Linked DNA regions of Mus musculus: region 1 is linked to region 2. The links are chromatin contacts, called in public HiChIP or PLAC-seq maps. All regions are on one chromosome and are shown on one strand. Each heading gives the region's core, a stretch centred on a gene start, on an enhancer-like site or on the middle of the called end of the contact. The rest is flanking DNA. Distances are from core to core; before and after follow the strand shown.

Region 1 (2,940 bases), core at 1-2,500, 85 kb after region 2:
GGGACACAGAAGCCAAGGCTCACCTCTGCCACCGAGTTCAAAGACACAGTCTCCTGTGAACTCTTCCAGCGCACACATCTGGAAATCAGGCAAGGGTTCTGGGCAGGTCCATGGGTGTCTTAGGATGCCGTTGTTGTTTGTCCTGGTAGTAAGATGTTTGATCTCTCTGCCTCCACCTCTCTCTCTCTCTCTCTCTCTCTCTCTCTCTCGTGTGTGTGTGTGTGTGTGTGTGTGTGTGTGTGGTGTGTGTGTGTGAGAGAGAGAGGTGGGGGAGAGGTAAGAGAAGAGAGAAGAAGGGAGAGGACAGAGGGACACCTTGGCCTTTAATGGCCAAGCTAGCTCCTGGTTTTGAGACAGCTTCTGTTTGGCCCAGGGCTTGCTGGTTAGCCTAGGCTGGGTGGCCAATGGGCCTCCAGAAGGGTTCTACTTAACTCCATCTCCCCAGTGTTGGGATTAAGAGAACATGACACTGAGCTGGGTTCTTTGTAGTTTTGTAGGTTCTGGGCATTGAACTAAAGTTCTCCTGCTTACATGGCAAGCCTTCACTGCCTGAGCCATCTCTCCAGCCTGCCTCAGTTTCTTCCTATAGAAAATAAGAACAATCCCGGACTTCCTTGAGATTGTCTGAGGAGGAAGGTCACTTCCTTCTGTCCAGAGGGTGAGGGCAGGTGGGGCTTGAGCACCTCAGAGCTGCTCCCACCAGTTCCCACCGTGCCCCCCTCCCCTGGTTCTTCCAGCGTCTGCTCACACCTGCAGTTCCAGCATTCTCGAGGTGGAAGGGTCAGAAGTTCCAGGTTATCCTTGGCTACATAGCAAGAAATGTGTCAAGGAGACTGAGATGGCTCCCTGGCTCCAGACATGAACACCACAGAGAAGACCGCAGTCACAGAGCAGAAAACATACAAAACTAGGCGCTTGTGGAAATGTGGTTCATATGACGGGCCTGTCCAGTGTATCGACACTTCAAGCTCTGTGAGCCCACGGAAGACTTAGGCAGTCCTGGGATAGCTTTCTTTACTGTCTTCAGTTTAAAGATGAGAAAACAGAGGCACAGAGAGGTGAGGTATTTTGTCTGATGTCACACAGCTGGAGAAGCTTGTGTAGAGCATCATCAAGATGCCAACCTTTCTCTGCCACCCTTGAAACTTAAAAGTCTGTTGTTACCTGGAAACAATATCCAAGGAGATGGCAAAGTTGGGAGGCGGCTCAGTAACTGACAATGGGGAGACAAGATGCTGTCTGGCACCATCACAGTTAGTTGGTCCAGATGGTGGAAAGCCTGTATCCAATACCTGGAGTGGTGGGAACAGGAAGAGGTGAGGACAGACAGGTGAAATTTCTCAGTAATGGTTCTGTGAAGGGGGAAGAAGGGGTGTCTCGCTCCACCCAAAGGGAGGGCTCAGGGAAGGGAAGCCTATGACTTCATCACTGGGCCCACGCCAATGACATCACCAGAAGGGCAAGGAGCCAGGCTCAGCAAGTTATTTATGGAAACGGCTGGCGGCCAGGCACAGCTCCTGAGCTGTTTCAGATGTGGTTGGATAAAGCTTCCAGCTGGCCCAGTGGGGCCTCCAAGGCCTGCAGGCAGGCGGAGGAGGAAGGCTGGAGGAATCCAGCAGCTGGGGGCAGGGCTCCAGCAGAGATCATCAGAGTTCCAGGCTTCTTCCTTCTTGGGATCTGCTCATCTCTACCCATGCTCATCAAGGGCTTCCCTGCAGATCGGGCTGGCTGAACTCAGAGAGGACAGCATGTGTGTCTGCCTTCGTGTGCACCGAGGGCATGTCTGTGCACAAGACTGTAGTATGGGCTTGCCGGTCCATAGGGACACACACTCTGCTCCCTTCCACACTGGTACCTTGAGTGGTCCTGAGTGAGTATACAGATCTGTGCCTCCTTGCACGTGTATGTGCATGCGTGCATGGGGGTTGGGAGGCAGAGTGCCCAGGGAGAGCGGGGAGGAGAAGAGCCGCCCGGGAGCGAGATCACAGCAGGAAGCTGGGGAAATATCATTTCAGCCCAAGATCCAGAGGCACTTACAGAAGCTTCAGCAAAACCAGACAAAACTTCCTTTCAATCCATTTATCAAAACTGCCCGCAGCTCCGCTTCGGAGCAGGTACAACAAGAATAAAATATTGAGCACAACCAGCAACCGCGAGACTGGAGGAGGCCAATAAATAAGAAGTTACTGAGGAGCTCGCCCTGACCCTGACGGTTTGCTTTGCCGGTCCCTCCACCTATCTCGTCCTGTGATCTTATGGGTGATGGCAGGAGGGAGGATGGCAGGGGCCCCACTGGGGTGTTTTTGATGAGCTGGGGATATGAGAGTAACTCAGCCCTATGAAGACAAGCTTCAGTGAGGCAGCTGCAGGAGCTCTTCTCACATTTCTTGGGCTGGCTAACTGCCTTCCTTCTCATAATCCCCTGAGGATGGGCTGGAGAGCTGGCTCAGTGGGTAAAGATGCTTGCAGACAAGACTTACTCCCTGAGTTCGATCCCCTGGAGCCACATAGGAGAACTGACTCCTGCCTGTTGTCCTCTGACCTCCACATGCAGATGCTGGTATGCACACTGACACACACAAATATGTGTAGTAAAGCTTTTCAAAATTCTCCAAAAGGAAACTGAATCCATGCAATCTTGAGTGGCCTGGTTGTTCAAGAGAGCATTGAAGTGAGAATAGGGTCAGGAAGCAACCAAGGGGCTTGAACTCAGTCCCCAAGCTAAGACCCTCCATTCCCATGCCCTGTTATGTGCACCTTTTAGATGGTAAGTGGAGGGATGGACATGCATCCGGGTGAGAGTCCCTCTCCCAGACCACCTGTCCTCCATTCTAGATAGAGAAGCCAACCATCTTATAAATGTTCCTGCATGGGGCCTGTGTAACAGAATGTCTTGATTTCTTCTTCCTTCATGTCCACAGAATGATGGGATCTGCTTTC
Region 2 (2,700 bases), core at 164-2,663:
CCCATCCTCTCCTCTATGTTGTAATTCTGGGGTCATAGTTGGCTGTTTACAAGTTGGTGCCTTGAAGTTCCTGCTGCCTCAAATGGCATTCGTGGTCCCCATTATCAGCGTGGAGCTTTCTAGAATGCAGGACCTCAGGACCACCCCAGATCTGCTGAGTGAGATGTGGATGTCAACAAGATCTCTAGAAGGCCTGTGTGCGAGTTAAAATCCCAGAACACTGCTTGAGTAGAGATATCGGGGCCACCTACAATCAGCCAAGGGCACAGGCTTGAATAGAGATAGTGGAGGTCACCTGCCATGTGTCAATCAAACTAACGAGCTTATGAACCAACCGTGCGTGCATGACTCCTGGCTCTTGAACCTCATAGCCTTGTGGAGAGAGTTTTTCCACATATCAGGCCCTGGTGTTTGTGTTCCAGATGGTAGAGGGGTGCCAGGCATGAAGCCTGTACCCCTGGGCATCTGGGCTCTGTGGAGAACAGGTATGCCAATAGATTTGTGACTGTGGAACTCTCAATGAAGCAGCAGACCCAGAAAGAGAGCTTAGCTAGTATGCCAGGAAGCTCTGAGCCCAGACTCCAGCCCCACGTATACTGGCTGCCCTAGTTTGCTCTCAATTGCTGAGATAAAAGGTGTTATCAAAAGTAACACGTGGAGGAAAGGGTTAATTTGGCTTTCATGTCCATGTCATGGTCCATCACTGAGGGAAGTCAGGACAGAAGTTCAAGTGGAACCAGGGAGTAAGAACTGAAGCAGAGACCATGAATGCTTACTGGCTTGTTCCCCTGGCTTGTCCAATCTGCAACCCATGACCACCTCCCAAGTGGGTGGGGCCTTCTTGATGAAGCGTCTTCTTCACCAAGTGTCAGAAACTGTTGCAAGATAAAGTGTGCTGAGACTCAGATGTCCTCATGGGATGTGGCAGCCAAGGGTCACCCTTGACTCTGGTGTTGGTGAATATACTGAAGCCAGGGAAGATAGCAGGGGGGCGGGTGGGGTGAAGGAAGGGTCAGGCAAGTCCCGACTTTGAAACAATTCCCTGGGGGAGGGCATGAAGCAGAGGGAAAGTAAGCCTCGCTTTCTCTTTGCAGCTGAGGAGGACACTTTAGATCTTACTAGGTGACCTTGGTATGCTGGTTATCATCTCTGGGAGCACTTTTTTTTTTGTCCTCTGTAAGTAGAGGACAGCAACTTGCAATATAGCCTAACAATGTAGCAAGGCACATTGGATGTGCTGGGATGCTCTTTCATGGCAGAAGGCCCTGGTTAGAACCCTTATATGGTTCCAGAACACTAGCTACTCTGGGCAGTGCCAAATCCACCTGCTGAGGCCAAGAGCTGGAGGACCAGTACTAGGGTGGATGTTCCCAGCCTTCTCCTGGGGCCTCAGTGGTCTCTGTTCAGGATCCACAGCCACTAGACGCCATGTGTGGTTCCCAGGGCCTGCAGATATCTCTGTCTGATCTGAGGCTGATCAGTCAAACTGAGGCAGATGGCCAGGTGTGGCCAGTCGCAAGTAGAAGGCAGCCTTCAGCTCCTTTGTAGGCTTGGCTAGTTTTTTTTTGTGTGTCGTGGGTAAAGAAGCCATGAGATCCTGATCAGTTTTCCCAAGCTCTCTAGCCACAGAGAGGCCCACTCTGGTCACAGGCATGCTGTCAGCCGTGAGAGAGGAGGCTTCTGCAAAGCCACCTTATAGGAAATGACACAGCACAACTGCGTTACCGCCCTTCAGTCCCTTCATTCCGCTAGATTAACAGCCGCAGATTAGGCGCCTGCTGTGTCCCTTACGCCCCGTGGCGGCCATTAGTTACAACACTGAAGGAATGGACATGAATCTTTGCTCTGTGGAGTTTGCCTCCTAGCAGAGTGAGATACCACAGACAAATGAAAACACATATTACGGTAGCTGGAAATACGAGCTAGTGAGGAAAATTGGAAAGATTCTGGCATGTTGTCGTGAAGGTAGGGCGAGGAACACCCCGGAGCACAGGGAGTAGGTGGGTGGGAAAAGATCTGAAGGAGATAAGGGAGTGACTCCCTAAGGACCTTTGGGGTGAGGCTGTCCCAGAAGGAGGAGACTTATCAAAGGATTTTCCATTGAGTAGCACTTAATTTAAAAGCACTAATCCCCGTAGATTCTTGGGAGCCTCCCCCTTCCAGTCTCAGAAATGCCCCTACTCATTTCTGTTTTCTCCCCCATTCCCCTTCCCACCCCATCTCTCACCCAGTTCCCTCCCTCCGTTCACCTCCAATGTCTATTTTATTTCCTCTTTTGAGTGAGATTCATGTATGCTCCCTTGGGACCTCCTTATTAGTTTCTTTGGGTCTGTGGATTCTAGCATAGTTGTCCTGAACTATATTGCTAATGTCCACAAATAAGTGAGTACATGCCACATGTGTCTTTCTGGGTGACCCTAGCTGAGACTTATAGCAGAAGGGGATATTGAGACTGAAGTGGGACCACCCACAAAACCTTCACTCCCAAAATTTGTCCTGCTTGCAAGATGTACAGGGATAAAGATGGAGCAGAGATTGAGGGAACAGCCAACCTATGACTGGCCCAACTTGAGACCCATCCGATGGGAGAAAGCCTACCCCTGACATTATTAATGATACTCTGCTATGCTTGCAGGCAGGAGCCTAACACAACTGTCTCCTGAGAGGTTCCACCCAGAAGCAGATAAAAGACATATTCAG

Evidence for each region. HiChIP or PLAC-seq counts read pairs in DNA pulled down with a chosen protein or histone mark.
Region 1: a contact with region 2 is called in an H3K4me3 HiChIP or PLAC-seq map of the SCID.adh cell line, with 15 read pairs. The contact joins the promoter of 1700092K14Rik here to the enhancer-like site in region 2. A contact is called at or near these places in 2 of 39 promoter capture datasets (epiblast stem cells and pre-B cells), 2 of 484 Hi-C or Micro-C datasets (nephron progenitors and stem cell-derived cardiac mesoderm) and 2 of 115 datasets of contacts at active chromatin or transcription factors (the SCID.adh cell line and embryonic stem cells).

The regions. Positions count from the first base shown.
Region 1 is chr11:114,197,008-114,199,947 of GRCm38.p6, forward strand. It overlaps 1700092K14Rik (RIKEN cDNA 1700092K14 gene), which reads left to right and starts at 1,251. Exons shown (of 3, transcript NR_045930.1): 1 at 1,251-1,316; 2 at 1,719-1,870; 3 at 2,016-2,192.
Region 2 is chr11:114,111,423-114,114,122 of GRCm38.p6, forward strand. No RefSeq gene overlaps it. Among named protein-coding and RNA genes, the nearest start is that of 1700025D23Rik, 21 kb to the left of the region's middle. Within about 2 kb of position 1,414, at least 5 of the 459 cell types and tissues checked have an H3K27ac peak or open chromatin away from gene starts, as enhancers often do. A contact at or near this core is called in the SCID.adh cell line, where this site is marked.